Linked DNA regions of Sus scrofa: region 1 is linked to region 2. The links are chromatin contacts, called in public Hi-C maps. All regions are on one chromosome and are shown on one strand. Each heading gives the region's core, a stretch centred on a gene start, on an enhancer-like site or on the middle of the called end of the contact. The rest is flanking DNA. Distances are from core to core; before and after follow the strand shown.

The links. Hi-C and Micro-C count contacts between places; a contact is called where the count stands out from the background.
Region 1: a contact with region 2 is called in a Hi-C map of retroperitoneal adipose tissue, with 2.0 times the contacts expected there. The contact joins the promoter of FRS3 here to the enhancer-like site in region 2. A contact is called at or near these places in 1 of 5 promoter capture datasets (liver), 9 of 47 Hi-C or Micro-C datasets (embryonic fibroblasts, epiblast stem cells, fetal liver and 4 more) and 2 of 2 datasets of contacts at active chromatin or transcription factors (alveolar macrophages and skeletal muscle).

Annotation. Positions count from the first base shown.
Region 1 is chr7:36,967,775-36,974,774 of Sscrofa11.1, reverse strand. FRS3 (fibroblast growth factor receptor substrate 3) reads left to right here and starts at 5,098. Exons shown (of 7, transcript XM_005665964.3): 1 at 5,098-5,350. It overlaps PRICKLE4 (prickle-like protein 4), which reads right to left and starts at 2,438. Exons shown (of 8, transcript XM_021098686.1): 1 at 2,296-2,438; 2 at 1,418-1,525; 3 at 626-763; 4 at 163-366. The coding sequence starts at 2,427.
Region 2 is chr7:36,885,555-36,892,398 of Sscrofa11.1, reverse strand. The region is part of intron 1 of TFEB (transcription factor EB); the gene reads left to right. Among named protein-coding and RNA genes, the nearest start is that of TFEB, 32 kb to the left of the region's middle. Within about 2 kb of position 4,873, at least 6 of the 83 cell types and tissues checked have an H3K27ac peak or open chromatin away from gene starts, as enhancers often do. A contact at or near this core is called in retroperitoneal adipose tissue, where this site is marked.

The DNA.
Region 1 (7,000 bases), core at 3,849-6,348, 82 kb before region 2:
TCTTTGCTTGTGGTGGGGGAGGGCACAAAGGCAACAATACAACTAGAACTGGCTCCTAGTTCTCTGTACCTTACTATGTGGTACTGGAAGAGGTGTCTCATTACATCCTGAATCGCTGGACCCTGGGCAAAACCCCTCCAGCCCCTCCCCTAGACACTGTACCTGGTCACAAGCCGGGCACCGAGGCCGCAGCAGCTCCGCATGATGACGGCCGCAGTAGAGATGCCCATCGTGGTAGAAGTAGATGAGGTTTATCAGGGCCTGGCCACAGGCCTGGCAGGCGAAGCAAGCCGGGTGCCAGCAGCACTGCTCTCCTGCCCTGGCTGCGAACACTCCATACTCCCCTGGCCTCAGCGGCTCCCTGCACTGCGGGGCCAGGGTGCTGGGCTGGTCAGAGGCTGCCCCACCCTCCTACCTCCCCTCCTGATTCTTCCATCCCAACCCTAACCTAACTGCAAGCCCACCTCCACTGCAGGCTCCACCAAGAACCCCTAAATTTGGTTTCCCTTTTTCCTAACGATTGCCCAACTGTCAATCCCCACCCCAAACCAGAGTCCCTCCAGCCCCGTCTTCGGAAGTGGGAGGGCAAAGAGAAGGAAGGAGAATACGGGGAGGTGCTACATACCTTTTCACAGGTGCATTCTTCAAGCTTGGGAGGTACCAGGCGGGCCACCCCCTGTCCCAGGGCCTCCCTCCTCCGCCAGGCACAGAAGAGCCTCAGTTCGGCCAGCTCCTCCTCCTCAAGGGTCAGGCAATATCGCTCCTACAGAAACAGGCATCCACTGTGACCTGGGGAGCCCCAGCAGGCAAGACTGAAGTTTGATGGGAGAGAGGAGGTGTAGCCACTGGGTCAAAGGATGGTTGTAAAACCTCAGGGAGGTGCAGGAGGTAAGGGCGCAGGAGGGTGTCGACAAAGAGAGAGGAAGAGAGAACTGGTCATCCCCCACTTCTGACAGCCCCGCAGCACTTAACCCTATCACTCGGCTTCAGGTGATATCATGGCTTCGGGCTCCCAGTGATCTGTAGCTCAGTATCACTTCCCACTGTATTTCCCCTACTTACACCATATGCTCCTGCCTTGCCTCCTCCATAGAACTGTAGGCCTTTAGGCTGGGCACCCCCAGGGCCTCAATAAATACTTAACAACCATGCTCTCCTCATTTGCACATTCCATTCTCGGTTTCAAAAGCTGTTCATGTCCATTTTCCCATTTGCTCTTCAACTAAGCATTGTGGTGGGCAGAGCAGAGGCTATCACACCCATTGTGTAGATGTAAAAGCTCAGGCTTTCAGGCTCCCAACTAGCGGCACAGCTAGGCCTGAAATCCATGGCCCCTGACTTCTGGACCAGACTTCTCCCCACATTAAGTAGAGAGTAGGGAGGCAAGAGAGGGAAGCTGGAGAGAGGGAGAACCCACATCGCTGTCCTGTGGAGGGAGCTGCTGCAGGAGGGTCCGGAGCCCAGGCCAGCTGGGGGTTTGGCTGGTGTCCAGGTCAGGGTGCCCCAAATGCAGAATTTCAGGATCCTAAGGAAACGCAGCAAAAGGAGAGAAGTAGAGCTAGGTTTTACCTCCCTTCCCCTCCCCTTCTTTCCTCCCCTCTTCATGGCCACCTCTTCTCCAATCTAGGACAATTTCCAAACACCTGTCTGTCCCCCTCCCCTCCCATTTGGAGGTTCCTCCTTCAAGATCAAAGGGACAGCTGATCCACTGCCATGTTTGTGGTCCAACTGAGGCAGGCTGGGAAGGGCACACCCCAAAACAGTTTCCTTTTTTTTTTTTTTTCGGTCTTTTCAGGGCCGTACCTATGGCATATGGAAGTTCCCAGACCAGGGGCTGAATCAGAACTGCAGCTGCCAGCCTACACTACAGCCACTGCAATGCCAGATCCAGGCCATATCTGCAACCTACACCACAGCTCATGGCAACCCTGGATCCTGAACCCACTGAACAAGGCCAGGGATGGAACCCACATCCTCATGGATACTAGTCAGGTTCATTACCACTGAGCCATAGCAGGAACTCCATTTCCCCTTCTCATGCTCAAAATCATAATGCCTTCATTCTTCTGCTTTGATCAACACAGACCCCTCTAGGAGAAGTCACATATTCATGGGAGGAAGTTTAAAGATATTGAACCCCTGTGTCCTGAGGGCGTTACAGGGACAGGAATTCCTGCAAAGAGAAAGGGCTGCCAGAAGCTGGCACAAAGGCTACCTCTCACCTGGTTAAATGGGAGGAGGTGCAAAGGATGGAGGGGATGCTGGTCTCAGAGGGAAGGGCAGGACTCCTACCACCTGAGCAGAGGCCTCCTCAGGGTCCTCCTCTGGCCTCTGGCCTGGGTTGCTGTCTGGGTTGACTGGTGGATTTGGCTCCAGAGGGGTAGGCCTCTCTCCTGGGTGTGGCCAGCCAGAGTTCAGCAGTGACATTGATGGCAAAATCTGAACAGAAAAAAAAGAGGCACCTCCTCTTCATTGGGCCACGACAACATGCTAGGCAAGCAAAGTGCTTTGCAAGCTTTATCTCCTTCAGTCTTCCCAACGACCATGTGAATTAGGTGGTTTTCTTGTCACCATTTTACTGATGGACCAAGGGCGGCTTGGAAAGCATAAGTGGTCTGCCCAAGGTCACACAGCTAGTAAATGACAGAGCCAGATCTCAAGGCCAAGTCTTTCAGTTCTTGAGTTTCTGCACCTCGAACTCTGTCTGGGGTCTCCCGAGATTGGGATGGAGGAAAGAGGAGGCCCACAGAGGAAGGAGGGGGCATTCTGGCTTTTTGGTGAGCCTTTGGGTAGACCGGCCCCTGTTCCCCACCTCCCCAGCCATAACGCTCACCACCCCTCACTGCGTGCTCAGGGGTGAGCCCACTTCCTCACCATCCCCTGCACCAGCCGTCTTGCCAGACATAGGCTTGGGCCAGGAGAAGGACCACTTCACCGGGAGACTCTGCTCAGCTTCTCCAGCCCATACCAGCTTTCCTCCCCTGAGCTCCAGAAATAAGCACAGTGGGGGCCCCAAGATTTAACAACTAATGTTTCTCTTTGCTCGCTGGGCTCTCTCAGCACCTCGTCTAGTCTATGTGCTCCTCGAGAACAGAGGAAAATCTTGCACTTCCATCTTCTATCTCTAGTGGCCCTTTTGTTGAGTAATTCTAAGAGCATCTCTTCAGGCCTCCTCTGGGTAAGCCCTGGTATGGCCACAGGATCTTGAGGATGGGAGGTGAAGTACAAAAGGGATGGTCCCTGCCCTCAAGGTGCTTAGTCTACTGGGTAAGACAGAGATGAAACCAGGCAGGATGGGGCCAGGGTTCTGGGCAGATAGACACAGCACCCTAGGAAGGAAAATAACGAAAGCAAGCTTTTCTAGAATGTTTACTCTGTGCCAGGGACTATCCTAGCATGTTACATAATACAATCCATCTTCACAACAATTGTATGAGGTAGTTTCTATGATCCCACATTACGGTTGAAACAAACTGAGGTTACTTAACTTGCCCAAAGTCGCATTAGAAGGCTAAGGGAAGCTTTAGAGGAGGAGGTTACCTTCGAGAGCAGGGATGGATTCTGCCAGCAGCTGGGCACAGAAGGGCATCACCCTGGCCCCTGTAAGACCCAGCTTTGGGGCTGGGAACAGGGCTTGGACTGAAACAATTATACGGCTTCCCAGACCTGAGCTCCCACCCTCTGCTATCCTTCCCTGCTTCCTGGCTCCGCACCCATCTGCTTCCTGCCCGTTCTGTCCCCCAGCTCAGGTTTCCTGTGGAAAGCAGCCAGGATGGGCTGCTCACACTCGGGGCCAGGAGTAGCCACTTCCTCAAGCAGCACTACCCGCTGGGGAGGGGGTGATCACAGGAAGGGGGCGCTTCCGGGGCCCCAAAGGAGACTTGCACCCTCCCTTCCAAGTTAATTCTTGTTTGCATGAAATCGTCCCACACAGAGACAATGCTCAAAAATCAGTCCTTGCCCCTGACCCTTCATCCCCTCGGCCCAGGACCACATAACATCACCTCTACTTAGCGGGGGCCCCACCTTACCCCCACCTTACTAACATGCTGGATCCTTCGAGAATTTCCTCCTCCCCTCCCCCACACAAGGGACTGAATACTTTCTCCTGCCCCCGCGCAAGTGTACCCGGGCTCAGGAGTTCGACCTTCCCAACCCACCCCTGAAGGGCTAAGTCTAGGGATTGGGGGTCGCGGGTGGGAAGGTTTCCCAGGACAGTGAGAGGAAGACAGGGAAGAGAAGTGTCAGGTTCCGCCAAGTGCCCTCTCGACAGATCCCCAAAGTTTTTTCTTGGGCTTCGCGGGGCCCACCTTCGAAGCGGGGCGCAGTGTTGTCCTGGAGTCAGCGGGGGTCCCAGTGTGTCTGCTCGGAGTTTAAGAGAAGGAACGGGACTCTGCTGGGGTCTCACCCTCGCTACGCGCCGGTGTCCGGGCCGCTCTGGACTGGACAGACCCCGCCGTCGGGCCCCTCAGCCGGTCCCCACCCCGAGGCCCCAGCGCCGGCCTCTGCCCGCCCGCGGAGAGCGGCCCTTCCTCTCCCACGCCCCCCTCCGCTCGCGGGCCCTGCCCAGGAGCTGGTAGAGCCCGGCGGCTCTGGGAGGGGCCTAGGCCGGGAGGGGCCTAGAGCTGCAGACTAAAGGAAAGCATTTGTAGGGCTCTCGGGTGGAAAGTGAGCAGGCTTCACTGCCGCCATGCCCATGGGATTAGCGCTGGAATCGCTTCCCTGCAGATGCTGAGCAGACACCGGGAGTCACCGTTTAGCCGGGTCCTCAAGCACTTGCGGAACGCAACGCCCTTCGGAACCTGCAGGTCCCCCCGCCAAGACTCTCCTTCTGGTGTCCTAGTCCCGCCTCTGTCTGTGTGTCCCACCCCCATCTAGATCCCTCCCCCTTGTCCCAGCTCCTTTCCGGGTCCCTGGTCCTGACCTCCTCCTTTCCATCCCTTTAGGCTCCCCCCACTGCCCCCCCCCCCCGCGCCTCCCGCCAGTCTAGCGATCCTGGGAGTGGAAATCTTTGGTCCCACTTCTGGACCCCCTCAGCCCCGCCCTATCCCCGCCCCCGCCCCAGGCTCCGCCCCGCCCCTGCCAGGCTCTCTCAGCCTCTGGCCCGGAGCGCCCTCTGGCGTCTGCGCATGCTCCTTGCTCCCGACTGCAAAGTCCTCCAAAGAGACCTTCTAGGCTGCGCGCCGGTCGCCCCCAATCGGGTCCGCCCGCCCGCAGCGTCTCGTTGGTGCTGCCGGTGACCTCCGACCCCGCGGCTGCGGGGCGGGGAGGCCTCAGCTCCGGGCGGGCGGCGGCTGTCTGCAGCGGGACCCGGGAGCGGGGCCCGGCGCCGCCCGGGCCGCGGGGCGATGTGAGTCGGGGCGCGGCGGGGCGGGGACAAGGCGGCTCCACCGAGGCCGCGCCGCGCCGCACCGCAGTCTCCGCTCCCTCCCGAGGAAGCCCCTGGCGGGCGGGCGGTGGAGCCCGGGCTGGGGGGCGGGGATCTAGGGACGACGCGCGGCCCCGACCTCCCCTATTCCTTCTCGGGATCTAGAAATTCCCCTGTCAACCCTGTCACCTAAATCTGCCTCTAATCCCCCGGATCCACCCCACCCCCACCCTCTGGATACACCTTCGCGTGTCCTGGACCTTCAGAACCCCCTCACTCCTGCGAATTCCCCTGGTATGCCCACAGAAACCACCATTCTCTCCTGGATACCACCAGATGTTTCCACCGCCCTGAAATTCCTGAGTCTTCATATTCCCTCATTCTCCTTGCACTGTGCTCAAATCCAAAAAAATTTGCCCACGTTTCCCCAATCCCTCTCATACATTTTGAATCCCCAATAACCTCATACTCCCACCCCCAATCCACCCCATCTCAGACCAGAGCCGTCTCCTGCCTCTCCACCCCATGTAGCCCCCCCCCCATTGGGCTGTCATGCTATATCCTGGTATCTTAAAGAGAATTGAAGGGGACAGGAAAAGGTGCAGCGCCCTCCCCCATCTTGCACCCTGCAGCTCCTGGTTTCACCCCCAGACTCCCTCTTGGTGGCTCAAGCCTCAATATTTACCCAGCTGCCTGTTCTAGTCCTTGCACACCTTCCTCATCCTGCTGCCCCCCTCCAGGAAGTAAGCCAAACCAAGAGGGTGGGAGCCCTTTTACCTGGGAAGTTGTCCAAGGATGCTGAGCAACAAAGGGTCCTGGGAAATGACATTGCTTTTCTAGAGCAGGAGGGTGGGATTTCAGGGATTTCCTGGGTCCTGGCTTGTCAACTAGTCCACCTAGGGCTCAGATTACTGAAGTTTTGGTTGGTTGGCAGCATTTATGTTAAATTTCCAGCCTTTCAGAACTTGGAGAACAGAAAAATCTATCAAGCGTCCGAATGTGAGATCGTAGGAGCTTGTCCTGGAAGAGGAAAATGTTGATTTTAGTGATGTTTGTCCTCCCTACTAACCTCTAGAGGTTATTGAAGCTAGAAGCTCTGCAGCTGACAGCTGTTTCCCTTCAAAACTCAGGCCTTGGGGTGGGAGTTGGGGGAGTGGAGGATCAACCTGGCAGACTCCCAGATATAAGTTAGCAACAGAAAAGACGGGACTATTGGGTTCCTGACTCTTAAGCCATTGCTTTTCCAGTATATCTTAGTGTCCTTTTGAGAAAGCTCTCTGCAGAGTTCAAGTTCTCTGCAAAGGTAAGGTGGTGATCTTGGTTGTAATAGGATTCAGATGGACATGTGACTTAAAAATGCCCTGGGCTGCCTTAGACTCACTGATGCCAGAGGGGGCCTCTCAGGGTCTATGGGGCTTGGAGTTCATGGTCCCTTTGCCTTTGATCTCATGTTCGTCCTAGATGTTTCTATTTCTTTTTTTTTTCTTTTTTCTTTTGTCCTTTTTGCCATTTCTTGGGCCACTCCCGCTGCATATGGAGGTTCCCAGGCTAGGGGTCGAATCAGAGCTGTAGCCGCCGGCCTACACCAGAGCCACAGCAACATGGGATCCGAGTCACATCTGCAACCTACAC
Region 2 (6,844 bases), core at 3,624-6,123:
TGTAGGGTTTCTTTGGAGTCTGCATGAGCCTGGGGACCCCTGGCCTTCCGGCCTGTGGTGGTGAAAGAGGTCAGCAGGTGTGTGTTTCTGAGCTGAAGATGGGGGTGTATAGGTGAGAGTGTTACCCACCCTTGGGTCGGTCTGGGGGACTGGGGGCCCTGCTGCTCGAAACTGTGTGGTCAACAGAGGGTGGCCCTTGCTATTGCTCTGCATGCATGTGTACCCGGGACAGGGGTGCAGCCTCCGTCCGCTGGGTCTCGCCGCCTCTCAGGGGGACCCTGAGGTTAGTGCTCCACTTGGCTATTACCCTCCAAGCAGCCTGGGGTGCTTGGTTTCATGCACTGGGGCAGTGGGTGGGGAGCGCTGTTAGCAGGCATGTTGCAGGTGACCAATTAGAATGTGGGTCCCTGTTAAGCTCAGGTGAGCAGGACTTAGGTTTCTCATTGTTTAGCTGGGTTTGGGGCTTAGGCAGGGGATGGGGGGGCAGAGCAATGCGGGGGGGATGGGGGTCTCCCAGGCCCGTTGCGGGGGGGGGGCAGTGGCCCCCCCCCCCCTCTGGGGAGCATACACCACCGTGTCCAGGCACAGCCTGTCCTCAAGGTTGTCTGCCCTCTGCTGGAGCTGTTCTCTAGGCAGGCAAGTCCTGGGGTGCTGTGTGTGTGCTGGCAAGTGTGCATGTGTGTACAGTGGTGTGTGTACAGGAGATGCTGTGTGTGTGTGAGTGGGTGTGTCTCCCAAGGCCTATCTGAATTCATTTCCCCTGGTAACCCAATCACCTTCCAGACAGTTCTTTCCCCCTTCCCCAGGCCAGAGTTCCCAACACCATGAGGGCAGAGGGGCTGGGCTCTGCGTTCCCACCTCCACCTTGGCTCCCGGGCCTAAAATGTTGGAGTGTTTGCTCAGATTCACTATGGGGCTCAGAAGGGCTGTGCCTGTGCCTCAAAATACGTCCCTTAGGGGCCTGAACCTTCCTGCTCTCCCTGCCCACCTGCCACCTTGGAACCTCTAGGTGACCCAGCCCCCAGCAAGCTGCAAGTAAAGTAATTTTAATGTGCCCAGGATGCTGTGTTAAAATGCAGATTCCGACTCAAGAGGTCTGGGCTGGGGCCTGAGAGCCCGAAGGTCTGGCCAGCTCTCTGTGAGGCCTGTTTTCGTGCTTTGAGTGGTGGAGTCTTCAAAGCCCCACTTCCATCCAGCCAGGTGGACGCTGCTCACCCCCTCACCAGGGAGCTAACACTCATGGGCCACCACTGAGCTGCCAGGTACCCCACACACGTCTGCTCCTTTGATCGCCTCACCTACTCTATGGGAGGTGGCATTACTGCCATCCTCTTTTACAAATGGGGAAACTGAGGCTCTGAGAGCTTCAATACGGAAATTTTTGTTTGGCTCAAGAGTTGACTAAGGAAACTGACTAGTATCCATGAGGATGTGAGTTTGATCCCTGGCCTCTTTCAGTGGGTTAAGGATCCAGCATTGCTGTGAGCTGTGGTGTAGGTCGCAGATGCAGCTCAGATCCCGCGTTGCTGTGGCTGTAGTGTCGGCTGGCAGCTACAGCTGCAATTCGACTCCTAGCCTGGAAACTTCCATATGCTGCAACCCTAAAAAGACAAAAAAAAAAAAAAAGAAAGAAAAAGAAAAAGAAAAGAAAGTTAAGTACCTGTCCTGGCTCACACAGCCATTAAGTGGCAAAGCCAGACTTGAACTCTGGTCCATCAGGTCCAGCGCATAGGCGCATTCCGCTAAACCCAGCCGTCTTCCAGAGAGCAGACTCAGAAGGCTGAGACGAAGTTGTCAGGGAACAGCATCCAGCCGCATCTGCCTAGCCCAGGGCCCCTCTGCCAGTGGGCTTCCGACTCCCTACCTGCCTCCTCAGGTCCTGTCCTGACTGACTGCTCACCTAGGCACCCAGCCAGCTGCTGTGCCCCATGCACTCAGCAGCCCGAGCAGGCGGAGGTGGGGTGTGCAGACCCCCAGACCAGGGGCCTCAGCTCCACTGCCCACCAGCATGGGACCTTGAGCCAGGTGTCAGCCTCTCTGCCTCTGTGACCTGGGGGATGTATTATTACTCCTTCCCCAGGAGTGTGTGATTTGAGGGTCGTCTCAGCAACAGTATCCGCTCAGAACTATGCCTGGTACAAGGGAATTGCTTGAGCTTGGTTGTGAACTTGATGCAATCGTCCAGGCTCATAGGTGTTTTTCTTCATCCCTTTTCCCCTCCGCTCTTCCAGTGTCTTCTTTAATTAGGCAAAGCCTGGATACCTCAGTTATCGAGAGGTTGTTTTCAAAGTTCTCAGAGGCAGATTAAATTCTTCCAAAGGAAGCTGAACCGTAGGAGTTCATTGCAGTGGCTGAGCTGCTGCAGGGAGGCTGGAGATTGGAGAGGCTGAGGCAGTGGGGAGGGAGCCGAGGAAGCCCCCAAGGGCAGCGGGGGCGCTGTGGGTCAGGGCTGGTCCATCAAGGGCTTGGTTGGGAGCCAGAGCCACTCCTCTCTGCCCTTTGCATCTTCTCACACCCGGATCTGCCCAAGCGGCCCGAGGAAGGGCTGGAGTGTGGGTCCCTCTCTCCTGAAGAGATGGGCACGCAAAGGCTGTGTCCCCAAGGCTGATGCAGCTCTGGAGAGGGAGTTCCTGAGTGCTGGAAAGCAGCGCTGGCCTCTCTCCCTGTCCCAGCCCTGCAGGCACCTGCCCAGGACACACCTGTGCTGCTGGAAGCCTGCGCATGCCCGGACAGAGCAGGAAGGGGCCCAGCACGGGTCCCCTCAAGCCCCTCCCATGATCAACCAGGGGTCCACCTGGGAGAAGGAACAGGACGTGCCTGTGGGAGAGCCAAATGCAGTTTTCCAACTCCACTCTGCCCTTTTGGAGCAGGCTCACTCCAGAGGGTCCAAACTCTCGGGCCCCAAATCCATGACGGCACACAATGGCCAGTCAGGAGGGACTCTTGGGCCTTGTCTTCCCTGGGGGGATGGCATCAGTGAGCTTATGGGCTGACCTATCATCCATCAGGACTTAGCTGATCTTTCCTCAGCAGGGGGACAGGATCAGGTGGGCTGAGGTGGCCAAGGGAGGAGGTCACACGGAGCGTGGGGCTCTTGGAGCTCCAGTTTTTTGTTTTTGTTTTTGTTTTTGTTTTGCTTTTTAGGGCCACACCCACAGCATATAAAAGTTCTCAGGCTTGGGGTCAAATTGAAGCTATAGCTGCCAGCCTATGCCACAGCTACAGCAACACCAGATCTGAGCCACCTCTGTGGCCTACACCACAGCTCACGGCAACGCTGGATCCTTAACCCACTGAGCAAGGCCAGGGACCAAACCCTCATCCTCATGGATGCTAGTTGGATTCGTTTCCACTGAGCCACAAAGGGAACTCCTGAGTCCCAGTCTAGAAACCCTTCTCCTGCTCTTCAGGTCCCTTTCCTGTCTGGGTTGCTGTCTGTGCCCCTCCCTGCCCCTCCCTCTGCACACACACCTCGACTGCCGTCCGGTGCCAGGTCTCTGGTCCATGTAATCACATTTCTGTCCAGCCAGTTTGCTATGATTTCCCCCCGAGGCCCTCTTGTGGCCCGTGTTAACCGCCTCATGACCCCCAGATCTGTGACCTCTCGAGCCCTGGGCATGGACTCGTCCTGGCTGGGGAGCAGAAGAGGGTCTGCCGGTGGGCGGGGCCTGGCCCGTGTTCTGGGGCATCTGGGAGGGCCGAGGGCGGTGCAGGCCCCTCTGGGACCCTCTGTGGGATTCACTGAGGACAACATGGGGTCGGGGGAGTGAGGCAGGACTGGGAGCTTATGGGAACAATAATCCATCTACATGGGTCTTCCCTGTGGGCCCCTGGTTTCCTCCTGGGGCTGGGGCTGGTGGTGGTTGCCCACCTGAGGGGACCTGGTCTCCCCGCTTCCCCAGGTTCTTGCAGTGTGGCCTCGCCTGAGTCCCTTCCCCTCTCTGAGTCCTGGTTTTCTCATCTGCAGAAGTTCTGTTTGTCCTGTGACGTGTTTGTGGGGGACGGGTGAGATCTGATAGCTGTTGTGAGCTGAGCCCAGAGCCAGGTCCATCGTGGGGACACGGGGTGTTTGCTGGATAAGGTGGAATTGCGCGCATGATGCGTCATTGGACGGACAGCCTCCTGGGGCCCCGAGTTTCATTCTGGGAAGTCCGTGCTCTGGGGTGGGGTGGAGGTCCTAAGAAGAACTCTGATTTCTCTGGGAGCTTCCTGGGGAGATGGGAGCCGACCAGGAAGCAACTGGAGGACAACGCAGTGTGGCCGCGGGGAGGCCTCTCGAGTGGACGGCGTGTCCAGGAGGGGGGCATGGGAGAAGGGAAAGAAGGGGTTTCAGTTCCCCGGTCCCCCTCCAACCCACTGAGCAGCGGGGGCAGGGATCCTACAACGTGTGTGTCTGTGTGTGAGAGAGACAGACAGACACCAGAGGCTCTGCGTGCGGGGCTGGGCTGAGTCTCTGCACAGGACAAGGGTGGACCCTCGCAGGACCTTTCTGGTTTCTACCCTCCAGGTTTCCCTCAGCCCCGTGTCCCTCTGGTCCCCCATCCTTCAAAGCCCAGTGGCGGGCCTCCTGAGGCCGGCCTCGTGCCAGGGCCCAGCTGATCCCTATGGGACAAGACGGGCGCCTCTCTGGTCTGGGATTGCCTTTGAAGCTGCCCCGCTTGCCCCGGGCCAGCCAGGAGGCGCCAGCTCCCACCCTTTCCTGTGGGATGGGAGCCTGGTCGACAGGCTGATGGGCCGGAGCTGTGGGCCCTGGGGCCACTCGGCAGACCGGGAGCTGCCGCCCCTGCCCTTCGCCTCCCTCTCTTCCTTCCCCTCCTCCTCACCTCCCGCCTGTGTTCAGGCTTGTCTAAAAACAAGCCCCTGACTGTCCTCCCCCCACCGCCAGGCCGGGCAGTGTCCTGGGGGGTGCACACTTCCCAGGGCCAGTGTGACTCCCACTTGCTTTTTATCAGGGCCGGAAGCAGGCAGAGGGCCCATTGTTGCCTTTCCTGACCCCTAGGGGACCAGGGGGTCAGCTAATATAATAACGACCTGCGTGCAGTGTATCTCCAGTGTGCCAGGTGCCAGGCTCAGTGCTCTGCCAGCCTGGATCTCATTAGAGCCCAGAAGGGTGGGGGTCTCTCTTTCCCACCTGCCTCTCCCCTAGTGAAGGGTGGGTAATACACAAGCTTCGGAAAAGAAAATCTTTTTAAAACCCAAGACTTCTGGAGAGGAATCAAAGTGGGTGCCTGGTCTGGGGAAAAGCTGGCCGAGGTCTTCCTGCTTCTGGCCAGTCTGTAAGGAGAGATAGCGGCTGGGGTGACTGCTAGGCAACATGGCCCTTGCCTACTGAGGCCTTGATGTGGGTGCGTGTGTGTGTGTGTGTGTGTGTGTGTGTGTGTGTGTGTGTGTATCAGGGAATGGATATGATCCTTTTCTCAAATGAAACTTAAGAGCAGGAGTTCCCATTGTGGCTCAGTGAGTTAAGAACCTGACTAGTATCCATGAGGACACGGGTTCGATCCCTGGCCTTGAGCTGTGATGTCTGCCAGTCGCAGACGTGATCCTGCATTGCTGTGGCTGTGGTGTAGGCTGGCAGCTATAGCTCCGATTCAACCCCTAGCCTGGGAACCTCCATATGCTGTGGGTGTAGCCCTAAAAAGCAAAAAAAAAAAAAAAAAAAAAAAAAAGAAAGAAAGAAAGAAACTTAAGAACAGAATGGGGAGGGAGTTCCTGTTGTGGCTCAGTGGGTTAAGAACCTGACTAGTATCCATGAGGACACAGGTTTGATCCCTGGCCTCACTCAGTGGGTTAAGGATGTGGTGTTGGTCGCAGGCAACTCAGATCCCATGTTGCTGTGGCTGTGGTTTAGGCCGGCAGCTGCAGCTCCAATTCAACCCCTAGCCTGGGAACTTCCATATGCTGCAGGTGCAGCCCTAAACAACAACAACAACAACAAAAAACAGAAGGAGGAGACTCACCAAGGGATGCCCCCAGTGGGCATGGTTGGAGTGACAGTCAACAGTGACTGAGGAATGCAATCTTACAACACCCCCTCCGCCCCTAGAGAACTTTGGGTCCAGCCCAGCTGATGCTCCCCAGGCCCTGCGGGGACCGGTGACCACCGTGTCCTGAGGTGTGGGGATTGGGTGGACATTCTTGTTCTGTTTCCTAGTTTGTCAAGCTTTCCTTTGCTACCTCCTCTGCCAGAGGGGCTCTGAGAAGAGAAAACAAACCCCAGCCCTGGCATCTTCCCCTCTCTCCCCTTTCCAGGGCAGAAAGGTCGCCCAGGCAGTCATGGGGTCCCTTCCGCTGCCTCCGGGAGCCTCAGCACCTGCTCCGGAGGCCTTCCTTCAGGGCTTGGTTGATTTCCCCTCCGCCACGACTGGGCAGCTCCCACACAAGTGGTAGTTTGTAACGGGCTGGATCAGAGGAGAACTTGTTCCAACCGCAGAGGCGCAGAATGTAATAAATGGCTTAACCAGGCATCCCTGGTCGCCGAGCCTCCACACACTTTGTTGTTTCAGCCGCCAGACATATGTTTTTTTTCTTTTTTTCTGGGAATACAGGAAATTATCTCTGCCCTTTGAGGAAGGGCAGAGTTTTTTCTGCTCGTGTTTGGGGATTCCAGACCATTCCATCGTCCTGGGTACCCTCTGGCCCCTTGGCTGGATGAAAGACCTTTGATTGTAGGGGGACTTCTTCAGTGGGGGTTCCTAAAATAAAATGTGGCAACCCTGCCCCAAGTGCAGGACCCAGGATGAGGGTGATGGAGCCAGACAGCCAAAGTCCAGCCTCGCCGCTCATGAGCTCTGGGACTTTTGACAAGTGACTGCTTCTCTGTGCCTATTTCCTCATCAGTAAA